3 separate regions of the Zea mays genome follow, and regions 2 and 3 are each linked to region 1. Evidence: chromatin contacts called from public Hi-C data. All regions are on one chromosome and are shown on one strand. The core of a region is the stretch at or near the end of the contact, and the rest is flanking DNA. Distances in the headings are between cores, read along the strand shown.

Region 1 (4,760 bases), core at 1,082-3,581:
ACCAACTAGCCGTTACAGGAAACTTGCTGCGCGATGGCGCACCGGACAGTCCGGTGCGCCACCGGTGCGCCAACGGTGCGCCACCGGTGCGCCAACGGTCACTTCCAACGGCTAGTTCTGACACAGAGCCGTTGGACTCATGGCGCACCGGACAGTGAACAGTCCACTGTCCGGTGCACACCGGACAGTCCGGTGCGATGTCCGGTGTGCCACTAAAATTCATCTCCGAAGGCAGCGCTCTCGGGTTTCTGCGACTGGGAAGGCTCTGCTGTGAACCAGCCTGGTCCCACCTGGCAGAGGGTGCACCGGACAGTCCGGTGCACACCGGACAGTCCGGTGCCCCAAAGCCAGAAACCCTAAGTCTTGTTTTTCAGCTGATTTTCAAATCGGTTTTCGCTCTAACTTGTATGTGAGTTCTAGAGTGACACCTAGCACTGTGTATGAGTGTGATTGTGCACCAACACTACACTAGAACTCTCTTGGTCAAACTACTCATCGACAACCCCTCTTTATAGTACGGCTAAAAGAGAATAAAAGACCTAACTAAATCGCGAGTGTCCACATCTCCTTGACACTCGGACTCCGTAGACCTTCACCTTTTGTTCCGTCGTTTTAGCCGTCGCTTCGAGTTCTTATCTCCGGGATTGCTTTCACATTGTAGTGCTTTTACCTGTCATGTGACCTAACTTACCATTTGTCTCTGCAAAACACACGTTAGTCACATATAATATTACGTTGTCATTAATCACTAAAACCAACCAGGGGCCTAGATGCTTTCAGGGGACGCAGAGGTAGCGGCGACGTGGGGAGGAAGAGGGTGGGGGCGAAGACGCGGAGCAGGCATCATGGGATTTTGCCGGCGGGGATCACAGGACCACAACGAGGAGAGGCTCGACGAAGGAGAAGACCTCCGGCTCCGCGGGGTGACACACCCGTGTAGGGAGTGGAGTGGGTTGGGAACGACAGATGTCTCGGCGGGGGTGGGGTTGGCGTGGCGGTCGCGGCACCGGAGCTGAGGGGGAACGAAGGCGAGGGGGCATCGTACGGGGGCTGGGGCGGGGGCATGGTGAACCAAATGTGAACGCCCTCCTTACCTCCTTATAGAGTAGTAGAGATTTGTTTCATGTAAGAAGCAACACAATACTATACATGAATCATATTTATGAGTGATAAAATGTTAAAAAACAGTGCATCATGTGGGGTTCGAACTCATGCCCTAATGGAAGAAGAGCGAGAGACACTAGGTAAAGTTGTTTAACCAGTAGAACGTTATGCTCATATGTTTTTAATATTGAATATAAATTATATATATGTATATACGTTTTTTGTAAAATAAAAAATATAATCGTGTCGGGCTGGACCAGCGCCACGGGTCGAGGCTACAGCCCAAGCACGACACGACGTTCTTGGCTCTTGCAAGCATTAGGTCCTTTCTAAGACCACATTGACACAACGGACTCCATGGTGTTTGAGGTTGCTGGATTGGATGGAGCAACAATGATTTATCAAACTAACAATAAAATAAAATGTTATTTGTTGGTTTTAAATATTAGTAATTGCTACGAAGTAGCATAATTTATATGGAGTGCATCCAGTTTTTATTGATGCCTGACTTTAGCAATCACTCAATATTTTGATCTATCTTTTTTTATAAGTTTGAGTTCATGTGACTTATTTTAGAAACTTGAGCTCACAAACTTTCTCTTATTTGGTCTCTGTATGGTGGAATTATGTCATTTTATAATCTCTGTTCGTTCAGTCAGCTGTTGTGAACTCTCTTCTAACCGCTCACTTTATTGACCGTGTTGTAACAAGACATATTTGATGGAGTAAATAATAACATCAGTTAGCTAAATCAAAAAAATATTATACGGAGAGCGAAGACAATCAATAGAAAATATTGATTTTTTTGGTGAATAGTTTACATGAGTATTGTTGTAAGACGTCGTAATACACGGGCAACTGACTAGTCTGTGTAGATCCAACTCTTTGGTGGTTGAAATAATTGAAAGTATCGATAATGTTGATCTATGCAGCTCTAAAGTTCTGATGAACCGATCGATAAAGGCCGGTTGGTATGGTCCACGAAAAAGAGTTGGCCTACCCGGGCCACGTTGTCCTCCACAATTCACAGGCCCACACGCCCGCCCCCACTCGTGGGCCACGAGTCGTGGCCGTCCCGGGCGGCGCCTGCTGCACATCCTGGCCTAACCCAAGCGTCAGATCGCATCGTGCTTTCTGCTTTTCCGATCAGGCCGCAACGACACGTCATTGCCGCGAGAGAATTCGGAGTCGAAAGTGTATAAAATCCAGGCCGCCACAGACCCTGAGATTCCCCTCCGCAACAAAAGCCGGCGCGTCATTGCCGCGAGAGAATTCGCAGCCGAATCGGCAAAATCCAGGCCGCCACAGATCCCCCACCCCCTCCCACCCGAGCTCCAACCCCCACCCTTCTCGCAGGCCGCAGCCGGCAGACCCGATCACGCACGGTCGCACGCTGCTCGTTGCCGGCTGCGCAAGGCTAAGCAAAGCAGCAGCTGCCGCGCGCCGCCCACTCCCTACGCAACACACGATTTGCCCCGCGCCGTCCCCCCCCCCCCCCTGTAACCCTAGAGCCCGCCGAATTGCAATCGCAATTCACCCAGTTCGAGCCGATCCGCGAGGCGCTTCGTCGGGCGGCAATTGCCATGGACCCGCACCCGCACCCGCACTTCGACCACCCGCACCACCGCCGCGCCGCGCACCCGGGCCACCACTACCTTGATCAGCACTCCGGCCACCACCACTTAGCCGGCGGCGGCGCTGCCCCTGCGCGCTTCAGGTATGACTACGAGTATGACTCCCGCCCGATCCAGTACTCCACTCCTGACCACCACCACCACCACCCCCTCCCGCGCGTGCACCAGCAGCCCCCGCCGCCCCAGCCGCTGCCCCCGCCGCCACCTCCCCTGCCGCACCATCGCCAAGACGTCACCCACTATGCCGCCCTACCGCTCCGCCCCCCGCCGGAAACCTACTCCCCACCGCCGTACCACAACTCCCCTCCTCCTCATCAGTCATACCGCCAGCATCGCCACAGCGGCGATGACTTTCGCGCCGCCGATGAGATCCGCCACATCCCTAGCCACCACCCCCACCATCACCAGCAGCAGCAGCCGCACTACAATCACTACCAGCAGCAGTCTCACTACCATCACCACCACCAGCAGCCGCAGCACCTTCACCAGCAGCCACAACTCTCGTGGGAGGAGGCTGAGGAGGAGCGCCGCTACACTGCCCAGCAGCACCAGGTGTCGCTGTCGCCACCCGGTACACGGAAGAGGTACCGCAGCGCCATGCATGACTCAGTTGACCTGGAGAGCACATCCAGCTCTGGCCCACCACCCCTCCGCAAGAGGCAACAGCCGCACCCTAGCTATTCTCCCCCTCCAGATGATAGTTTTGTAGATAGGGCAACTAGTTATTCTTGTTACGGCCATGGGGGCTTTGTGACACACAGCGACAGTAAAGGAAACAGTAAGATGCCGATGTCCATGTCGACTATGCTGCCTGGCTCGCCTAGGCGAGCCCCACAGAAGGTGGTTCCTATGAGATTGTCTGTGTGGCATCGGATTGAGGAGAATCCATCAGTGCATACGTCGCCTTCTCCAAGCAAGGTGCCAAAGGAGGTGCACATTTCGCCGAGCAAGACCAAAAACTCTGGGTCTGCTTCAAAGGAATTGGCAAGCGTAATTTCTTCGGATTGCAAGGCAAAGAGTTCTGATTGTAAGGGTAGTGATGATAGTGCAGGAATGAAGAAGAACGCAGCAAAGAAAACTGAGAAGGTGCTGTCGTCGGTTCTTGTGAAGCCTTCACCAGAAGACAAGGAAAGAGAAAGAGCTGTTAATAAGGTTAGTAAGAAGCCTAACAAGGTTGGCAATAATATACCAGGTTTCACGAGTGCAGGTGTGAGATTGGCAGCCTTTCCTGGGCCTGGTGTGAAAAAAGTGAAAAAGATTGTCATCAAGAAGATTGTTAGGAAGATTGGTGCCAAAGATAAACAAACTAGTAGTTCAACCGTCCCAGAAAAGGACATCATTGATGCTAATGTAAATGCCTCTGAAAAAGAAGAAGCTAATGCAAATGCTTCTGAGAAAGAAGAAGGTGAGATCACAACATCATCTTTTGAGAAGGATGCTATTTCTGCACACAATTTGGTCAGTACTAGTGATACAGCTGGAGTTGTTAACAGTGTGGAGGTCCAGAAGGAACAAAATAGTGATTTGGTAAATCTGAGGAAGAGCAATGCTGCTTCAACCATTGCATCTACGGATACTCTTGGTACAGCAAGTGCCGGCCGGAGAAAGCATCCTGGAAAAGATTATAAGAGCTTTGTGAGTTCCATTGATTGCAATGCATCTTCAGCCATTGAATCTACTAAAACATTTAATACAAGTGGTGTTGAACATCCTGGAAAAGAAGATGATAGGGTTGTCATCAATTCAAGTTTTAAAAATGCTACCCTTCATTGTGAGAACAATAATTCTCAACATGAAGATGGTGAAATTCTGGCTGTTTCAGGTCTTGTGAATGTTAGAAGCAATTTCCCAAGGATTCTTGATGCAGTGGAACCACATGATTGTGAAGTGGAGAACATGGAAGGCAACGGCGTTTCTGAGGTCCTGAGTGGAAATGGTGCTGTTTACGAGAATGGAGCTAAGGATTGTGCAACAGAAGTTTGTGGAAGTAAGAATGACAGGAGGGAAGAAGGCCTTTTCCTT
Region 2 (4,287 bases), core at 637-3,136, 150 kb before region 1:
CGGATCTGGACGCGGTGGAGGGGTTGGGGTTGCGGTGCAAGTGCTCGCGTCTCCTTCCCGAGTCCCGTTGTCTGCCAAGATATGGGTCACGCACGCGAGGCAGAAGCAACTCGACGCCAAAATGCGTTGGTGTGGTATGTGTGGATGGTGAAAAAGCTGGCCGAGAGACCATGTGTTCGATCGCAATTATTGCGTGGGTGTGGACATGCGTCGATCTGGATCGTCAACTTGCGAGATCTGGTGGATTCGTTGGTGTTGGAGGTGCCAGATTTGCACTGACGTTTCCTTTTCGATCCTGCGGCGCGGATGGTGGTGCATCGAAAAACCGTCCTAGATTGGTCGACGACGGTTTGGGAGCATATTGATGGTTCATGCATGCCCCGGGGCAACTGCAGAACGACGCCGCGGCGGCAATAGTAGCAGCAGAAGAAATGGATAGAGCTCATCAGAAACCAGAATGTGCGTCGTCCCCCTCTTCTCGTTTCATTCCGTTCCGATCCGATTCATTCCTGTAGAGAGAGAGAGAGAGGAGGCAGGCAGCGCTTTACACGGCTTTCAGCAAGCCTTTACTACATTTTTCTCCACCTTTCAGTTCCCACATATTTTTTTTTTCAGTTGCTGACTCTTTTCACTGCTGTTTCGGTTTCACAGCGGTTCGAGAGAATAAAGTTTTAAAAAAAGGAAAATAATAACTTGGAAGTTTGCTACTGATAACAACAGCTGCTGCGCGTTCGTCCTAGAAGATCGATTGACGGTTCGGGAGCATTTGATGGCAGGAGCTACTGCTACTGCATCCGGCCGACCCGCTCGGCGGCGGCGCGCATGACGCCGTCGACCAGTTGCGGCATGCAGAGGTCGGCCCCGCCGGCGGCGCCGCACCCGGCGCGCACGCCCACGCTCGCCATGTACCGCTGCACCTCCGTGCGGATCAGCTCCTGCATCGCCTCCATGAACACGGGGCTGAACGGGTACGCCGAGAGAACCGGCGGCGGAGGCGGGGAGGGCGAGGGCGGCGACGCCGGGAGCTCCTGGAACTGGCTGTGGGCGCGGTCGTGGTGGAACCGCTGGTCCGTGCCTGGAAGCGAGAGGCTGAGGGAGGTGAGCGGGTCCTCCTTTTCCTCCTCCTCTTCCTCCAGCGGACGGCTCATCGCGCAGTCCGCCGGCTCGAACCCGCCGGACCGCGCCACTGGGCGGTAAACCTGGCCGGCGCCGTGGCTCAGGTCGCTACGGTCGGACCCGGACCCGGACCCGGACCCTGACCCTGACCCCGACCCCGACCCCGACGGGCTGTCGGGCGAGAGGCTGACGCGCTTGGTCGGGCGCGCCTCGACGTCGGAGGAACCCGCCGGGGCGGACGCGGCGGCGAGCTTGCGCTTGAGCGAGCAGTTCCAGTGGTTCTTGACGGCGTTGTCGGTGCGGCCGGGGAGGAGGCGCGCGATGGCGGCCCAGCGGTTGCCGAGGCGGGCGTGGGCGCGGACGATGGCCGCGTCCTCCTCCGCCGTGAAGGGCCGGCGCTCCACCTGCGGCGACAGCTGGTTGCACCACCGCAGGCGGCACGACTTGCCCGACCGCCCCGGGATCTCGCGCCCGATCGCCGTCCAGTTGCGCGCGCCGTGCCGCTCCACGAGCCGCCGCAGCGCGTCGTCCTCCTCGGGGCTCCACGGGCCCCTGATCCTGTCGCAGTCCGCCTCCGAGCCCATTCTTTCTCCGATCGGGTCCGATCCCCTCGACAGAGGACAGAAGCGAGATGCCTGGCCTTTGCCCTATTCCACGACGGGAGACTTGTGGCGCACGAGTGGTTGGTTAGCGGCGGGGCAGTGGTGGAGGAGAAGGCGGGCGGGCAGGCGGGTGGGTAGTGGAGAAGAGAAGACCGGAAGTTTGGTTGGAGCAATAGTGACGGGGGGAGCGGCGGGTATTTATAGCAGCGCCGGCGGCCGGTGACCTGACCGGCAATACAGCTGGCACCCAACGCACGCGTCGCGAGCCCCGGAGCCACCTCACACGCCCGTACCGCCTGCGCTTGTCGTTTTCTCCAGCGGTATGGCATGTGGGGGCCGAGTGTCCGTGGGGCCCTGGGTCAGTGAGGGTACGGCGGTTTGACCCGGTGGTTGTGGGAGTGGGGCGGTTCGATTTGAAATTTGAACCGTGTCTCCTGGTCTCTCTCTCTCTGCCTCTACGTACGTGGGGCAGTGGGAAACCGCTTGGCTGGTGGTGGTGCCGTTGCCAGGTCGCGATGTGTAACGGCCATCGGCCAAACCGTCGGTCTCCTGCTCTCTCTCTCTCGGTCGTGGGGTAGTCGGAAACGGCTTGGCTGGTGGTGCCGGTGCGAGGTCGCGATGTGTAACGGCCAACGGACGGGTTGCGACCGGAAAGGTGAGATGAAACAGCGTGCCCGGTAATTCCGGTAACCTAACGGCGTCTGCTCGACTGGTCTTTCCAGTTGCCTCAAATCCGCACGGTATATTCTACCGGTGCGTGCACGGAGTCAGCTGTTTCTGTCGGACCGGAAAATTCGTGGACACGGATCGATCAAGCTTGCAGTTTCGCTGTGTTGTGGCGACCATCGCAGTGGTGGAGTGGACTGGAAACTACACGATGACTGGAGTGGAAAGCCGCTCCTCCGTCTCCGTGGACTCGTGAAACCGACACGGGACGGGACGCATGATGGGTGGAGGAGGGGGCAAGCGGCGGCTGCGGCGGCGACGCGACCCGCGCCCACCCGCCGGCCGCTGCCTGTGCTTATCCATCCGTCGTCCACGGTCCACGGATCCGCTTCCCGCACCCGCACAGCCCCACGCCGCACGGAACGGTGCATCATCCATCCCCCCAGCCCTGCGGGCATGGCAGGTACACGCATCGCCAGTTCATCGTTGTTACAAAATAACATATTACAAAGTTATATGTGATATGGTGACCAATCCAAGGGGCTCGACGAACACATCCCAAGAGACACACCTCTTGGTGATGACCCATGTCACATGTATATAAACAAGTCTTCCCTGCAATAAAGGACATCGCTGTCATTTGTCTCTCTCTCAATCTCGTTACCACTGAGTTATAACACGTTATCAGCACTGCTCGCGGGAGAACAGAAAGGAATTTCTATTGGAGGGAATAAGAGAACATGTCTGCCAACTATTGGCACTGAGCCCAAGAAAAGACGACATCGTGAAAGGATTACTGCGCAATTAACGCAAGGTAAAATGCAAATCCATCATTTTCTACACGAAATGGAGTTTGCAACCGTTTTTTTGTCGTTGCCTCTGCGAGGCTGCGTCAAGCCGGTCCCGTGCATGGATCGGGTGGCCACACCTGCGCCCGTGTGCTCGCGCCGCGGGGCCGCTGCCCACGCTACCACGTGGCCTGCGCAAGTCGTGCCGCCGTGCCAAGCAGTCGCGCGGGGACCGGGATCCGCCGGGGGCCTACCGCGCGCACCGAAGCCGCCCGCCTGACCGGGCCCGCGCGCGTCCGGGGAATTGCATCTGCGCGTCGCTAGGGCCTGCACGCCCAGGCAACCGTTGCCCGCGCCGCCGGGGCCGGTCCGCCGTGTCGTGGCCGCGCCCGCCTGGCGGCGGCTGGTCGCGTGCCAAGGCTAGGGCCGGGGCCAGAGCCGCGTGCCCGCGCCACCGGAGGACAGCCTGCACTGAACCGTGCCAGTGGCGGTGCCGCCGTGGCTAGGCCACCGCACCCGCGCCGGGGCCACGCTCGACCGCCGGCGAACTGCTCTGCCTCCGGGCAAGGGCGTGGCCGTCCTCGGCCACGGACCCGGCGCAGCGCGATCCGGCCCCTGCAACCGTGCGTCCCGGCGTGGCGCGTGCCCGCCCGGCCGGCCTCGGAGAGCCCCGGCGGCGGGCGGCGGCTTGGCCGCCCTCGACCCCCGGCGCGGGCTTGGCTCGGCCGCGACCCGGCCAAGGACACGGACACCAGCAACTCAGCGCAGACGCGCGAGCGTTCCTCGGCCCCGGCTTCGCTCCCTTGCACGGGCCCTCGATGGCAACCCAGCGCGGACGGCTCCAGCGGATGCTCGGGCGCGGTCTGCCTAGCCCCGGAGTGGGCCCCCGACGCGGCAAGTGCTTGGCCGGCCGGCCTCGGTGAGCCCCAGCGGTCCTCCTCGGGCGTGACTCCAGCGGCTGGAACGCACCTAGCGGCGGCGGCTCGACCACCCAAGAGCCCTAGGGCGCAGATCCGGCCAGCCTTGGCCACATGGGCGGGCACGCCATGGCAGCCCCAGCACGGGCGAGCGGGTCCCTGGATGGCTGCAGGCGCCCTGGCGACTGATGGGCGGCT
Region 3 (4,060 bases), core at 1,529-4,028, 180 kb before region 1:
CATTAGAGCCCTAAATTCAAAACAAATAAAAGATAAGACAAATAAATTTGACCAAAAGCAAACTTAATATTTGTATTAAGTTACCAGAGCTATGCAATGACTACCTCGTTTACAAATCATTCTGTTAGAAGGAAAAAGAGTATAATCAGCTCTATACAAAGTTCGTCAGTTCAGTTCATTATCTAATGTTCATAACAAAAGTAAAATTACATCACATACTCTAATTCAAAGCTAAAGACATCTAACAAGCATTATCTCTAGTTTTGTGTTTTTATCAAGTACATGAAAGTGTGGAATGAAGTGTGGTTTTAATAAATATATGGGTCTTTTCGTGCCTCTATATGGGGCATTTTGTGCCTGTCTTAAATGGGTCGTGCTCGTGCCCGCCCATGGCCCACGACCTCGGCCCAAACCCGGCTCGATATATCGGGTCGTGTCTGGGTCGTGCTTTTTTCGTGCTTCGGGCCGGCCTATCAGGCCCCGCCCAAATGTACACCTATAGTCAAGGGTTCTAAGTACTTAATAATCGACGGAGATTGAAATCCCACATAGATCCCCACTTTCCTGTGTAGGCCCATGGTTGTTCTCTGAGGTGGTGAGATTGGAATGTATACACAACATCCAAATTTACGCAAATAGGAAATGCTTGGAGGATTTCCACGTACCATTTGTATTGGGGAAGTAGAATGATATGCAGTAGGTCGTAGTTGTATAAGGTCGGCAGTGTGCAGAACTGCATGACCCCAACACGACGAAGGCAATTTGCAATTCATTAATAATGGTCTTGCGATGAGTTTAGTCCGCTTGATTAGTGACTCAGCCAAACCATTCTATTCTGGGTGTGGACATAAGGTACCAAGTGTTGTACTTGAATACCCAGCGCCATACAATAATCATTGAATGCCTAATATGTAAATTCAGCAGCATTATCCATCCGGATTGTATTAATCCGATGTTTAGGAAAATTTGTCGTTAACTTGATAGTTTGAGACATTATCTTGGCAAATGCATGGTTGTGTGTTGATAATAAACACACATGTGATCATCGTGTAGATGCGTCAATCAATACCATGAAGTACCTGAACAGCCCAGAAGTTGGTATAATTGACCCACAAATATCGCCTTGAATTCTTTCAAGGAATTTAAGCGGTTCAGTTTTAATTTTGAGATGTGATGGTCTCAAAATCATTTTCCTAGTTGCACATGCAGTGCAAATAAAATCTTTAGATTTGGGGAAAAAATTGTAGGCAAATTATGACCAATAGAATTGCCTCTGATTTTCTGCATCATCCCGATGCCTAGATGACCAAGTCAATCATGCCAAATCTGGAATGGATCAACATTTTGGAAAATCACCTTATATGCAACATGTGCAATGGACTTAATGTATATATAGTACAACCGAGACGTGAATAATGGAATTTTCTCGCATATGTGTTTGCCATATTTGTTCGGCTTGGTCCAGAAGAAAAAACTATTCTTGATTTTCATCATGGGTTTCAATATGAAATCCATTCTACAGGATATCTCTAAAACTTAGGAGGGTACAAGTGTAATCAGGATACAATAATGCATCATCGATAACAATTCCAGTACCCATGGGGAGGGTAATAGTTGCTCGTCCAGAGCCAACTATCACCGCATCGTGTCCAGCGATGGTCAAAACTTTTTCATCTCTCTTTTTAAGAGTCTGAAAGTATTTGATCTCCCTAAATATAGAGTTTGTGGTACAACTGTCCACAAAGCATAATTCCTCCCCAGTCGAGTTGACATCATTATGCATCTCTCCTATCGATTTGGAGGCCGCTGCCTCCGTTCTTGTCATAAACAGTGAGTGTTATTCTACTTCTCCCTCTGTTCTCGCGAGCTCGTGCTAATAACATATTAGAGTTCAGTGGTAACGAGAGTAAGAAGTGACAGAGATAATGACAGTTATGTTTATTGCAGGGAACATCCTGATATATATATATATATATATATATATATATATATATATATATATATATATATATATATATATATATATATATATATATATATATATATATATATATATATATATATATAAGTGACAGGAGTCATCCCTAAGAGGTGTGTTCCTTAGAGATGAGTTCGTCGAGCCCATTGAATTGGTCACCATATCTTGTAACGTGTTATTTTGTAACATTTGCTACGGAGGAAGAAGACCAACAGCCGGCCGGGTGTCGCTGTCGTCGGCCGTGTAGATAGATGTCTAATTTGGTAAATGGAATGCTGAGGCACCGTGTCTGGTCTGGTACGTGAGCTATAATAGTGACCCAGCAGTCCACGCCACAACCCACGACCAAACAAACTGATCGACCGAGTTCGTCAACCTCTCTCTGTCTGTCTGCGCTGCATGTCACGTCCGCGTCGTCCTCCACTCTCGGGAGCGCGGAATTTCTCCATCGCGGTTCTAACTTCCACGCGCGAGCTTCCAACCGCGCGGCCCACCTCACCTGGCGGGTAGAGCGAGTGCGTGCCGCCTGCGCGGGCACGGCGACCGCTCGTACACACACGCCGCCCCCGTGTGTCGTTTCCACGACGCTTCCCTTCCTAGCTAGCTAGCTCCCTCCTCTGCCGCCGGTCATCAGATGAGATCACCGGCCCGGCGGGCTGCTGGTCTACTGCCGGTTTCCAACGACGCCACCGGTGACCGGCCGGGCGTTCGGTCAATGGTGGCCGGCAGGAGCCCAAGGACCCTCTCTACGCTACTGAGCTGTGGCTATATAAACCCCGAGAACGCCACGGCTCGGGGTGGGTGCAAACCAGGCGCATATATACATAGTCGTCGATTGTCTGCACTACCTAGCTACCTGGCAACATAAACACGCACGTGTGTCAGTGTGTGTGCTAGTGCTAGCTAGGCTCCTGCTAGCAGTGTCGTCAGAGTGCAGCTAGCGCAGAGAGAGACGGGTACGTAGCGTAGCGTTCCTCGACGACGACTGGTCGGTCGAGACTGCGCGCGCGCCACGGCCAGCAGAATGGCGACCAAGCTCATCATCATCGGCAGCGCGCGGGCGCCGGCGGCTGGAGTCGTCGTCGGCCTTCTGCTCTTGACGACGTGCCTGTTGCTCGCGGCGACCGTCTCGAGTGCCAGCAGGCCGCTGAAGGTATCGTCAGAGGGCGATGATGGTGGTGCGCAGCAGCATACGGTGGAGGAGTCGCCGCCGGTGGGTTACATCCAGACGGTGGTGGTGGTCAGGGCCGCGGAGCAGGACGGCGGTGCTGCAGCAGGCCACAGGTTGATGAGCGTCGACATGCTCGGCGGGATCAAGAACTCCGGCCCGAGCCCCGGCGACGGCCACTAGGCGCGCCATCCCGTACACGCCGGCCGGCCGGCCCGGAGTAAGTGACAGGGCCGGCGATCCCTGTCACCCTGTCACCCTGTGTGCTGGTTTCAGATTTCAGAACACACGGGAGGGAGCTAGTAGGCTTTAGATTAATGTCGATCGTCGGCAGTTCGGCACGACGGGCTCTTCTTTTTGTTCTTTACTAAGGTTTCGGTAGTGCTGTCTTATGCATGCATGGCAAAGTAATACAGTAGCTGGTAGAATTATTGCAATGTAATATGAAAAGTAAATATATACGTTGTATTGTATGAAACTGAACCCATGTACATAAGCTTAATCATTTCTTACTCATATGCTCAATGCAACTCAACTATAGTAGTGGCGTACGGATTTGAGATGCAGCACCACCATACGGAACTCCACATTCCAAGGTAACGTAACGTAACGTCGGTGAGGACTTTATGGTCACCCCAAGAGTTGGAAAGAAGACCCAACGGTTGGGCAACGGGTCAGAGATCAGTAAGTACTTCAGTAGTCGACGAGCTGGCGCAGCACGCCACAGAACGATTTTGACCAAATCCTCGCGTGCTTTGACCTAGGCATTCGTACGTCCTATCGTATCGTACTCGTACCTGCGTGCGTGGCCTTTCATGCTGTTCTTTCTAAGGTTCCGGGGTCTTTTTTTTTTTTGCAAAGTTTTACCGAAGATTACACCAACTCCCAGCAGATAAGCGCAACCAAAATTAGAG

Evidence for each region. A called contact is a pair of places that touch in the nucleus more often than the background predicts.
Region 2: a Hi-C map of endosperm shows a contact between it and region 1, with 3 times the contacts expected there. The contact joins the promoter of LOC100304070 here to the promoter of LOC103638749 in region 1. A contact is called at or near these places in 5 of 25 Hi-C or Micro-C datasets (bundle sheath, ear, endosperm and 1 more) and 1 of 3 datasets of contacts at active chromatin or transcription factors (leaf).
Region 3: a contact with region 1 is called in a Hi-C map of bundle sheath, with 3 times the contacts expected there. The contact joins the promoter of LOC100275352 here to the promoter of LOC103638749 in region 1. A contact is called at or near these places in 4 of 25 Hi-C or Micro-C datasets (bundle sheath, ear, leaf and 1 more).

Annotation. Positions count from the first base shown.
Region 1 is chr9:101,558,796-101,563,555 of Zm-B73-REFERENCE-NAM-5.0, reverse strand. LOC103638749 reads left to right here and starts at 2,331. Exons shown (of 9, transcript XM_020543927.2): 1 at 2,331-4,760. The coding sequence starts at 2,688.
Region 2 is chr9:101,704,983-101,709,269 of Zm-B73-REFERENCE-NAM-5.0, reverse strand. It overlaps LOC100304070, which reads right to left and starts at 1,886. Exons shown (of 1, transcript NM_001165572.1): 1 at 598-1,886. The coding sequence starts at 1,700. The coding sequence ends at 786.
Region 3 is chr9:101,743,984-101,748,043 of Zm-B73-REFERENCE-NAM-5.0, reverse strand. LOC100275352 reads left to right here and starts at 2,778. Exons shown (of 1, transcript NM_001149447.2): 1 at 2,778-3,689. The coding sequence starts at 3,003. The coding sequence ends at 3,329.